Linked DNA regions of Triticum aestivum: region 2 is linked to region 1. The links are chromatin contacts, called in public Hi-C maps. All regions are on one chromosome and are shown on one strand. The core of a region is the stretch at or near the end of the contact, and the rest is flanking DNA. Distances in the headings are between cores, read along the strand shown. Region 1 has its middle 48 kb from the start of LOC123139186. Region 2 holds the start of LOC123139186.

What was found. A called contact is a pair of places that touch in the nucleus more often than the background predicts.
Region 2: a contact with region 1 is called in a Hi-C map of leaf, with 2.2 times the contacts expected there. The contact joins the promoter of LOC123139186 here to the enhancer-like site in region 1. A contact is called at or near these places in 2 of 5 Hi-C or Micro-C datasets (both in leaf).

The regions. Positions count from the first base shown.
Region 1 is chr6B:680,010,105-680,016,328 of IWGSC CS RefSeq v2.1, reverse strand. No RefSeq gene overlaps it. Among protein-coding and RNA genes, the nearest start is that of LOC123139186, 48 kb to the left of the region's middle. Within about 2 kb of position 2,383, at least 2 of the 8 cell types and tissues checked have an H3K27ac peak or open chromatin away from gene starts, as enhancers often do. A contact at or near this core is called in leaf, where this site is marked.
Region 2 is chr6B:680,058,661-680,064,884 of IWGSC CS RefSeq v2.1, reverse strand. It overlaps LOC123139186, which reads right to left and starts at 3,310. Exons shown (of 6, transcript XR_006469482.1): 1 at 3,014-3,310; 2 at 1,493-2,428; 3 at 954-1,130; 4 at 144-234.

The DNA.
Region 1 (6,224 bases), core at 1,134-3,633:
CCCTCAAAAAGGTGCTGCAGCTCCACCTCCAAGATCTCCCTCGAGAGCGCACCGGAAGGCATGGAGAGCACAGCCGTGTTGGCCCCCAGCAGGATCTGTGGCTCCTCCCATGCATCCTCCGGATACTGGAGGCAAAAGAATCCCTCACCGGAGATGGCGTGCCCCATAGTTTGCAGGAGCAGAGGCTTGCCGCGGGTTGGGCACTGAGCCGAGGTGTGCCCCTCCTTGTTGCACACCACACATAGCGGCTGGAAGGTGCACATGTTCTGGAAGTGGCCGGAGCGGCCGCACTTGAAGCACTCCGGGCCGTCGGCGCCCTCGACAGGGATCGGCGCCTCCACCGTGCCTTTAGAGGAGCCAGGCAACTCGGATCTGGGCGGGAGGGGAGGCTTGGAAGCCGCCCCCCCCCCCCCCCCCGCAGGCTTGAGCTTCGGCTTCTTCGCTTGCAGATCTCCGGCGCGGTCGCCGTCCTGAGAGGCCAGCTGCCCCTTGAGCTCGAGCCCCTTCTTCTTGTACTCTTCCTTTTTCTTCTTCTTTCTCTCCTGCTCCTTGAGCCACCAAGCGGGCGGCGGCCCCCACCCACCCTCGTCGTCGGCACGGCCGCGGTGGCTCTATGGGCGGCTTCTCCCCCCGGCGGTCAGACTTGGACCCCATCGACACCACCTCCACGAACGAGCGCAACAGAGGCGGGGGGGGGGGGATGGAGTGGGGAAGAGGAAGCGAGCGGAGTGGCCGAAACACCGCACCTCTGAATCGGTGGCTGGAAAACCTAGTGAGGGATCTAGGGTTCCACGGGGAAGCCAAAGCCATTTATATGGCCGCGCGGCGCAGGCAGGTGTGGGCTAGGCTACCACCTGTGGCCCGGGCTGGGCCTCGAGATGGCCCCCCTGCCTCACTGAAACAACACATGGCTGGGCCGACACACTTGCCTGCCCTGCGATTGGGCCGCCTGGCGCCCCGGGAGCCCAGCCTAGCACCGCCCCTCGCGTGTCGCCCCCAACCCTAGGACGACCGACGCCCTGATCCGCCGGCGCCGCCGCCGCCGTAGGCACCGCCCGCTCCAAGCGGAGCTGGCCCGGAGCTGGCCGCAGACACAGACCCGCGTCGGCGGAGCCCATGCTGCCCCTCCCCTCACGACCAGGAGACGCGTGCGGCCCCCGGCCCGCGGCGAGCGCAAGCCGCCTTGCGCCACGGCCTCCGGGTGCAAAAGCACGCCGGCGCCCCGCCTTGAAGGAGCCCCCAAGCTCCTCCGCGCGCGCAACAAAGTCGCCGATGGAGCACGCCGAACGACCGCCCACCGTTGACCCCGCCGCAGCGCCCACCTCCTCCTCCTCCTCTTCACAGTCGGAATCCACATCGGCCAACGCCCAAAAACGGCTCCCCGACCAACCAACCGCGCCCGAGGCGGGGCCGGCCGTCCGCCTGGCCGCCTCCGTGGCCGTCGCCGACCCACCTCCCTCCGAGGCCAGAGCGCCAGCGCCGGAAGCAAGGCCAGGCACGGGAGCGCCGCCCCCATCGCCAGAGCCGCCCGCAGGGCAGTCCGTACATTGGACATTGGTAAGAAGAGATGGCTGCTTTTCTATTTTCTTTTATCAAACTATTGATGATTGACTTTGTGCATCTTAGTTACGCAGAGGCCGTGTGTTGCTCATCATGCTTGATATCAATTTTATGCTACATTCTAAGTACTCTAATAAAAATGCCCTCTATAAAAAAAGTACAATCGCATAGCTACAACCAAGACTAGCTAGGCTGGCACGATGCGCGTCGCATGATGCTCCACCAGCGGGGGGCCCTCGGCTTATGGTTACCGGTCAGTTTTGTGGCCAATCATGGGTTGATGATAGTGGGACGGTTCAGAGCTCATGCCGGCCGGGATGTATGCTATCCAGATCCATCGATTCGTTGCGGCCGTCTTTTCCAAACCACGTACACGCCGCTGTCTGCTCCGCGTAGCCGGAGCCATCAGGCCGTCGCCCTCGGAGACGGACCGGGGATGTCATTATCTAAAGACGCAGGAAACAGGATACGGTCTCCCAAGTCCCAAGATATACATCCCAACTAACTAACCAACTAGTATTATTTTTATTAAGTTATTTTTCGTCTCTGAAGTCCCTGACTAGCAGGTAGGAAAAGTATCATGCTTATGAAACACTTGAAGGTATCAAATCCAGGTGAGGAGTTTTCTTTCAAGAAAAGACAACAGTGCTCATAACCAAATTGACAGGATAACCAACAATACCTATCCCGTTGGCGGTTTAACGCTGGAATCCAAAAATGATTGCAATAAGGAAAAGAAAATTCTTCAAGGTTTGTGAGGGGTGCATGCATGTGCGCGAATGGTTCGGTACGCTTGACCCATCAGAGGTGCTGGGCCGTTGCGTGTCGAATGTCCGGTAGTGGCCGTCAACCTTGTGCAGACACCGACGTCCTGGCCGGTCTCTCGACAGTGTATATGCAGGCGAAATTCCAACACATTTCCTGTTGACACGAGAATAAAAGGACTAAAGGACAGGACATAATCATTGTCAAAATATATCCTCTACTTTTTCTTTAAGGTTTGGAGTATATAGGAGATATAACTGGTGTTTTTAAATTAGCTCTGCATGCGATTCCAATGCTGAAGCAGGGAGCGGCTGGCTTGATTGCATCCGTTTTTTTTTTTGAAAAATCAGGGGGGGGGGGGGGGGGGAGGGGAGCTCCCCACCTGAATATATTTCTCAAGTTTGTACTCCCATCGTCAAACTGATTACAAAGAGGAATTACATGAGCACGTGTAGTCGTGATAAGAGGTAGGAACGCCAGGAGGAGGCGGCCTGTTTGTGCAATGGTTTCTTCATCCGGTGTGTCTAGAGCATTAGGTCATCGACGATTCGCCTGAGAGTGATAATACTGTGATGATTTTTTTGCTTGAAGGTCATAGCGTTTCTGGAATCCCAAATCTCCATAGGATGATGAGGAGGACGGAGTGCCAAATGACCGCATCTACCTGAGTAGGTAGACAGTAGTCCCATAGTCCATCAATGCAACTGGAAGGAGAGAGGCCGATCCTTTGCTAAATACGTTGTGCAAGTGGACATTCCAGGAATATGTGGGCGCTGGTTTCACCATCATGTCCGCAACGCAGACATAGAGAGTCGGTGACGATATGCTTGCGCAGAAGGTTGATTTTTGAGTTGAGTCGATCTCGAAACATGAGCCATGCAAAGATCTTCACGCGATTTGGAACGCATGAAGACCAGATGGCAACGACATGTACGTCGTTATCATCGTCGTTGGAGCCCATGGTCAGCGTGTATGCCGCCCTCGTGGAGAAGCGCAGGCCACCATTGAGGTAGCGCTCATCCGGTCTTGTCGTCAACCGAAAATCCTGCAGGAGAGACAACAAAGAGCACAACTCGGTAGCAGCATCAAATGTTAGGCGGTTCCGTAGGTTTGTTTCCAAACCGTGATTCAAGACAACAGCCACACGAGCTAGTGGGATAGTGGTGTGTGAATATAGGCAGGGGAATAAAGTAGCAAGTGGCTGGCTGTGTAACCAAGTATCTAGCCAGAAGTAGGTTTAGTGCCTGAATTTGCAAGTACAAATGAGATGGCATGAAGTGTTGGCAGCTGTTGATTTATTGTTCTGCAAATGAAGGATTGGCTATTTTGTGGAGCAATGAGGGAATTTGGGTGTTGCAAAGCGATCCAGTATGGCCACGGTGTTTGGTCTGGTAAGAGAGCTTTTACAGCAAATTTCATAAGTAAGCATTTGTTCTGCTTGTGAAGATTTTTTAGCCCTAGACCACCACAATTCTTTGGTTTACACACATTTTTCCAGGCAACTAAGCATTGAGCACCAGTGCATGTTTTTTCCGCAGCCCCAAAAAAGCTCATCGAATAGAGTCTAGGGTTTTAAGAACACTTTTGGGGATGGGGAAGACTGACATGAAGTAGACTAGAAGGGAGTCGAGGACCGCCGATAATAGGATGAGCCTATCCCCTTTGGAAAGGATTTTTGCACGCCAACCTGTTAAGAATTTATGGTAGCGTTCGATGATCGGTAAGAAGGCATTTGTAGGCAGTCGCGTAGGTGTTAGGGGGAGGCCTAGGTAGATCTGCGGAAATGTTGAGGTTGGGCATTGCAAGGTGGAGGCAATGGAGTCTGCCATGGAAGAGATGACGTGCATGGGTACGTAAGTCGTTTTTGTGAAGTTGATAGTAAGGCCAGTGGCCATGGCAAAATCGTGAAGGATGTTTTTTAACTGCTAAGGAGCGCCACTAGATGCCTTGGCGATGATGAGGGTGTCGTCAGCGTATTGTAAAACAGTGGGCGGGAGATGCGCGAACAGGGGGTGACTGAGATGAGCTAGGTCGCAGTCTTGTTGAATCATTTGTTGTAGGAGATCAGCAACGATGATGAAGAGGTAGGGCGATATAGGGTCACCCTGCCTGAGGCCATTTTTGCAATTTATCCAGCTTCCGGGGATCCCATTCAGCATCACGGCAGTTTTTCCAGTTGCTAGGAGGTCATGAAGCCATGCTGAGAATTTTGGCGGGAAGCCACGACAACGTTATATGGAGGCGAGAGAGTCCCAAGAGAGGGAGTCGAAGGCTTTGCTAAAGTCCAATTTGATGAACATGGTTGAGGCTTTTCTGGAATGGCAGGCGCCTATGAGATCTGCCACGAAGATAAAATTTTCAGCTATGCTATGCCCTGGGATGAAACTAGTTTGGTTGCCATGGACAAGCAGTGGTATTATCGGTTTTAGTCTGTTGGTAAACACCTTTGCAACGGCTTTGATGGGACAATTTTGTAGGGAGATCGGGCGGTAGGCGTCAGGAGTGTTGGCATGATCTTTTTTTGGTAGAAGAATGAGGTGGGCTCTGTTGAGGCTTTCAGTTTGAGCGTTGAGGTTTTGGAAGTCCGTCATGAAGGAGTGGATGTGAGCCTTTACCAAGTTCCAGTATTTTCTGTAGAAAAGCGGGCCGAAGCCATCCGGTCCTGGGCTAGCTAGTGGGTTCATTTGGGGGAAAGCATTTTTAATTTCATCTAGTGTGAAGGGGGCGTCGAGCGTGGTAAGTTGCGGTAACGTATGTGTGTAGTAATTTTTGGGATCGAAGGACCAGGAGGTGTGTGGTGCTGACCCGATAATTGCTGTGAAATGGTCTTTGAGGATGGTCGCTTTTTGAGCGTGAGAGTGGTATTCAGTTCCATCAGTTAGGAGAGAAGTTATAGTATTCTTGCGGAGACGCTGAGATGCGGCAGCGTGAAAATATTGTGTGTTTTCCTCTCCGTCAATTGCAGCATGTATCTTTCCTCTTTGTTTCCAGAAGGCAATTTTTTCAGCAATAGCTGAGTGCAGGGCTTGTGAGACAACTAGACATAGCATTTTTTCGGTGTTGGATAGAGTTCGAGCCTCCTCCTTTAGATCGATGAGATTGCTGATTTCTTTTGCAGCCGTCTCGCGAAAGTGTGCTGGCGATCGCTTGGAGGCCCAGGTTTTTAGGTCATACCTTGTTTTTTAGAGCTTTCGCAAGGGCAGTGGCGGATGTTAATCGTTGGTTTGGGGCCCAACATTTTTGTATTATTTGCTGACAAGCAGTGGAGAGAGTCCATGCTGATTCGAATCTAAAGTGGCATGGTTTTGGGACAGTTGTTTGAATATTTATAATTAGTGGAACGTTATCCGATGTAATTCGTGGCAAAGATGACAGAGTTGTATTGGGGAAGACATTATTCCAAGCCAGATTGAAGAAAGCTCGGTCTAGGCGTTCGAGTGTTGGTGAAGCTCGTTTGTTGGACCAAGTAAAGCGTATGTCTAGTAGGGGTAGTTTGATTAGTGCTAGGGTGTTGATCGTGGAGTTGAAGGCGTCTGCATCCCGTTGGCGAAAGTTGTGTTTATTTTTTTCGTGGGAGAAACGGATGAGGTTGAAATCTCCGACAATTAGCCACGGGGTGTGGTCGTCCTCTTTAATTAACTAGATTGAGCTCATTGAGGAATGGCCGTTTGAGGTTACGATTTGAGGGGGCATAGATGTTTGTGATGACAAAGGGGAGGGGGTGAGCGAGTGACGTGAGTTTAATGGATGTTGCATACGTATGATGGGAGTAGGAGATTAGGGAGAAATAATTTTTATTAAAGGCGGAGATCGTTCCACCGGCCGAACCGTTCGCCGGTAAGAAAATTCTTTGGTCGAGACAACGCGGTAGGAAGGAGTTGAATTTTCGGTCATTAATG
Region 2 (6,224 bases), core at 2,061-4,560, 48 kb before region 1:
TTGAAGCAATTATCAGAAACATACCAATATCAGAATTAGTAAAACTGCTTCCTTAGGAAAATTAGATAGATTAAAATGACAAGAAGCTCACTGTTCCATATCAGCACTGCATTGGGCTGTCTCAAGCTTTTTGTAGCTCTTACATGGTAATGAATTAACCACAGCCTCTGGAGCTTGAGCAGAGGCCATGGAAAGTGAAAGTGATGAGGGTTGCCGGTGAATCTCATCCAATACCTGGAAAAAATTTGTGCACATAAGCATACTAAGTAACTAGGAAAGAAATCTCACACAAAAACAGCAAAGGATCAGTGAAATTGAAGTAATCATCCTTTAAACATTCCACTCCTAGTTCAGTCAATGGGTGCAAATTAACGTTAATTACAATTTACATCCCTCTATAAAGTGAACTATCAAACTTCCCATTTCTAATTTTCTGGTGGTGCTTTGGCCCCATAAATTAATTAACCATCATACAGACATAGCCACAAAACAATCCCTGGAATACTGACTTCGTTCTGCAACTTACGCGGCCAATTTTATTTTGTTGTTGTCTGGTGATTTACTAATTCAAGCAGGTTGACGCGACCTTTAGGCAAAAGAGGAAATAGTTGAAGTTCCCGTCTAATGCAGTGACTTCAAATTTCAATATGAATCTGAGTAAAATTATCAAGTTGCTGTACTGAAGTCTGTAACTGGAGTAACAGCTGCACATGGCAATCACATACATTTTCCAAAATTCAGAAGTAAAGCAGCAGAGCAGTATTGTCAAAATTCTTCGTACTATATATATAACATATATGCAGTTGTGTCTCTTAGTTCTTCTAAACACAACTAGAATGATGATGACAATCCAATGAATCAAACCTGAGGAACACAAATTCAACATACTGAATGCTAAATAGTTCTCAACACTTGAAATAAACATATTTAAAAAATGAAGGAAAAGAGCAAACCTCAAATAATGCCTCCGTTAACATGACAATTCTTGATATACTTGCGCGAGCACTAGATTCTTCAGCGACCAAGAATGCATCACAGGTGCATCTGCCAATTTGGTGGATCCCCAAAGGACAAGCAGCAGTACTTTGTCCGTTCCCACTATCAAAAATAGCACGACGGTGCTCCCTAATCTGTAACAAAACAATAGCACCATCTTCAGGACACATTGTGCATGGGATCAAGCAGCAAATGATGAAGGAGTAGAAAACAATAATATCTAGCATAAGCATAAAAGAAGTGCAGAAATGAAACAGCATATGCAGCACATAAAGTAGGTTCAGTTCACGGAATTCTGAATATGCTGAAAGCAAATAGAGACAAAAATATATGATGATTAAAGGTACATGTTTTTGTTCAGAATCTTCAGATAATGGTGCAAACCAACATCAACAATTAACTTAATCTGGACATGGTGACACCAATAACATTTCCTAAATATGGAATCGCAACATATGAAAGAGTAGGCATAGCTGTCATAGGCCAGAGCAATTACCCGAGATCTTGAATACTGGTTTACTCTGATTGAACCATGGCGTCTACGATGAAAGTATCGTGCCTCCTCAACCTCATCACCAAAAAGATCATCACCAAGGTCTAGCCATCTACTGTAAAATCCCAGATCATCAGTGTCTGAATCTAGATAACCTCTAGAACCACGTCTTGAAAATGAATCCCATAGGACTCTTCTATGATTTCTTCTTGTTTCACCATTGCTGGAATCTCGGGGGTGTTCTGGGCCATCATTTGAGAAAATGCTAACCATGTCTTCATGCACTGTACTGCCACCAATCTGACCATGAGACACACTGAATATGGTTGGAACATCTTCTCTGCTAGCAGTTGCATCTGGAATTGATTCACCAACGATGGATGATGCGCTTGAAGTAGCAGGCAACACAGATGTCAAGCTGGATTGAGAAACATCTGATCTTTCACTTGACAAAACATCTCTGGATGAAGTCCTGCGGAGAGCTGTCTCGCCGTCTTCCAAGCCAGGCATGATCCTTTCAGATGTCATCAGCGAGGAGTGGAAATCAGACTGGGACAAGGAGCCACTAACTTCTGTAATGAAAACTGCGTCAATATGGACATTATCAGGTGCAGGTTCTACAAGCTCTTGTGCCATAGGACTAACCCCTTCCCCAGATGTTCTCTCATCATTGCCAGCTTCATTACTGAGATTTCCCCTAATCACGGCATCCTTTCCTGATGAACTCGCCAGACCACTCGTTTCAGCATCTTTAATTCGCAGGGCATGCTCCTTGTTCTCGTGACAGTCCAGGTGGTTGAACCGGAGGCGGTGACTTATGGTGCTTGAAGACGGATGCACTCTTGGGTCTGGCTCGCTGGTGTGGCGAAGATCCTTAGCAGACAGGGAAGGCTGGAAATCTAGCCCAGCCGCTGCTCGCTCTGCTTGCCGAGTTGCTGCCTGCACAATACACCTTCCTGACATCAGTCAACAACATAGATAACAAAACAGAAGGAAAACAGAGCAACCTTATCCACTGAAAGCATGAAACCCCACTGGCACTTCAACATACAGAAATGTTGCAATTTCACAGATTTAGCTCAGCTTGTCACTCAAGAGACCCGATACTATTAGTGTGGAATGACAGATTCTGCGAGCTCTCCACTCATGTCCATTATGAGGGTTGAAAATATAGCTAAGGCTAGTAAATCCAGAGGCAGGTAATCATGTTTGCATGGCACGGATGTGTAAGGAAGGGACATAAATGTTCATTCAGCTAGTCAACCCTCGTCCATAGCCCATACTACTACTCATCATGATTGAGCAAGCAGCGGTACGAAGGAAATGGTGATTAAAAGCTCCGGACGCAAGTCCATGGCTTCTCCTAACCAAAGCTACGCCGCCAGAATCACCATCCCCAATCCCACGACCCAGGAACAGTAACCACCGACAAATCCCTCGACACCAGGCGACCGAACCTTGTTCCCCGTCCCCGGTACCTCAAGCCAAGCGACGGCGCGGCGCTAGAAGGCCAGGAGCGACTACCTGGAGGGCGCGCGAGGAGGAGGCGGCCGCGGCGGCGGCGGCGGCGAGGCCCCCGCCGTCGCGCGCGGAGGATCCGGCCCCGAAGCACCCGCCGAGGCCGATCCGCGGCCGGCGACGCGGCGGCGGCGACGAAGACGACGGGCCGGCGGCGCAGCTGCTGCTCGCGGCGCCCATCTCGCTCGACTTTCCGGATGGATGGATGGGTCTGTGGGTTCCTCCGCTCTCCGATTTGGGGGAGAGAGTGGGGAGGGGAGGGGGAGGGGAGAGCAGGGCTGGGAAGTGCCGTGGGTGCGGGGCGCTGTCCCTTTTACATCTGCGCGCTTTATAGATTGCTTTCGCTTCGGAATTCGTTTATTTATTTTTGCGGGCGATGGTTGCCGGCCGGACAGGTTTTTATCCCGACCTTGAACCATTGACTTTGGGTACGAGTCAAGAACATAAAAATGGTGCTTGTTGAGTCCACACAAACTGTGGATGTCGACGGGGAAAAAGGAAATGCGGGCTGCGGTGGTTAAATGCGTGTAAACATATTTTTTAAAAAAAATTAACACAGTACAGACTCAAGCACTCATATAAACGCGCATACACTCATCCCCTACTCCTATGAGCACCTCCGAGAGACTGAGCCAGCATATCATCTTGAGACTTTACAAAGTCACGTAAGCGCTTCGTAGTTGACGAGAACGTCTCCTCCCACTGAACGCGCATCGCCGGAAATTCTAAAATAAATTCAGAATAAATGCTGGCACCAGGACTTAAACCCTAATGCGTTAGGGATACCACTATCCTCCTAACCATCCAACAATAGATTGATTCACAACATAATTTTAATTTTGATCAAAGATACAGTAGATGGTATTACAAATTGACACATGAGCGTGTACATCTCGGCAAGTCAAACGGGAGCGTGTGAGTCCAACTTTTTTTAGGGGACGTGTGAGTCCAACAGACACTGTCTGACTGTCTCAAAAAAACAGACATCTTAGGACGTGTGTGAAACTATCTTAATACAGTAGTGTATCGATATGGCCAATCACGCCTCATAGAACAATTCATCCTCCTTCGTCAGAGTACATTGTCATCATGTTTGCTCCAGAATAAACAACAATAATGTCAAAATGCAGCAATGGCATTTGTCCGAACACTTGTCGCGAGTGGTGTCTGCCATGTACGACATCGGCAGGGGGCGAAGCATGTCTGGGCTACGGTCTGTTTCGAGGTGGAATGATGGCACAGTCCAAGGCGGGTGTGTCACAGTGCGGCATCGGTCTCTGAAGGTGCGGATACGGAGCACAAGTGGAGAGATAGAGTGAGGGAGAAAGGGCTCTGGGTGTGGTATTTTGGTGGGCGGGGCACGTCGGAATCTGACGTGGCGGAGGTCCGGACGCCTGCAAACCTCCCCTAGATTTGGTTCCCATTTGTGGATTTCATACGCCCGAGTTGGTCCAAAAAATTTGTTGACTGTCATTGGATGGCAAAATGTATAGTTCAACTGTCTGATCTTGATACTTAGGGGCGATTTGGTGATCCGCATTCGATTTACCTCACCTTTATTTGTGTGATCGACCAGTTTCATTCAAACTATGTTCATATCAAAGCAAGATAAAATGACTAAATGTGTAAATTCTCGTGTATATAAAATGACATTTCGTAGAATACTAGTAAGTTTGCATGTGCAACGCACACCTCCGTTGTCAACAAATGGTTACGAAAATACTCCATCTGTATCAAAGACGTTTTTAAGGCTAGTTTAGCCCGCAAATCGTCTTATATTTTGGTACATAGGTAGTAGTTGTCTAATATTTACATAGTTTTTCATCTTACATGTTCAATTACCAATAATAATGTTCATGTGGAGGAAAAACTACACGGCATGGACAAATGAAGGAGATGCAAATAAATTTAAAGGTTAGCAAATTTATGTGAGCACTTATTAGCTTTTTCTGTAGTCATATTATAAGCCCCCTTAGTTTTTGCCAAGCTTGATGAATGTATTCCTAGGTAATTTGTATTATAAGTCTCGAGGAAGAGACAAATATCCAAATCAAAACTTCCAATAGTCAAATTAGTTTGGTTAGACATGCCAGTCCCCACTTTGCATGTCCAAATTAAGTCCAGATCAAAAATATATTGTTAAGCAACATAGAGGATGTCTACGAAAAAGGAAATGACTAAATATAATAAAAATATGTACTATGGTAATATATGATACACCAATGCTTCTCTATTTCTCAATTATTATCATAAAGAAAAATCAATAAAAAGACATCAAACTAAAATGGCATCTAAAATAGACTCACGGAACCATCACGATATTTGAGCAGGTCATACTCTTGTTAGTTCGACAACTAATCTGAATATGGTAACTTACTATAGAGCATGCGTACAAAATTCTAATCTTCATTGTCAACAAAAACATTAATTTTCATATAGGCGAAACCTCCCAAACAACAAGATATTAATCGCATGTCATTATCTGACTGAACCCGTTATACAAAGAAAGGAAAATGGATGAATGCTTTGGAGCTGATTTGTTGCTCAGTACTCGACAATGGTTGTACTAAATATTTATTCCAAACAAAAGGTTGGAAAAAAGAAAAGCCGATGTAATTCATGTTACCCGCAAAACTCCATGTTTCCATGTCATAGTTTTCATGTGTATGATCATGAACTTACCTAAATAAACCAATCAAGAGGAAGAGTGTCATCCAATCCATGAAAACACTGCAATGAAAAGCCTACTGGTAAGGCTCTTCCTGTATGAATTTTTAAAAAAATCCCACAACTTAGTATGCTACTATAAGGCACTTAACCTCCAACTTCTTCAGTAAAACATATCCTTTTCACTCTCCCTCCTCCTCTTTGTTGCTTCCTCTGGCTTCCTCTCCTCCTCTTTCAGCAAACACCGCTCTTCCTCTTTTCTCAAATATTCTTTCTCCGCTACTCTGCTTCTTTCCTGGTCAGCCGATGTTGACATGCCTTGGCCCAGGTGTCTTCAATCGTCTCATGCGTTCTCATTGTGTTGTGTTTCTAAAGGGCACGAGATTCTTTCACTATTGCGCTGGCTATGTGGGAACAGAAAATACCTCGTGGAGCCAAACAGGATAAAATCATAGTCGATTCTGTGCAGAGGCGGCTAGAGGATATCTCGGCGGCTGTGAGTAGGCAGCTTGAGAGGAGTTCGACGTCTCTCCTGGTTGGCATTTGGCAG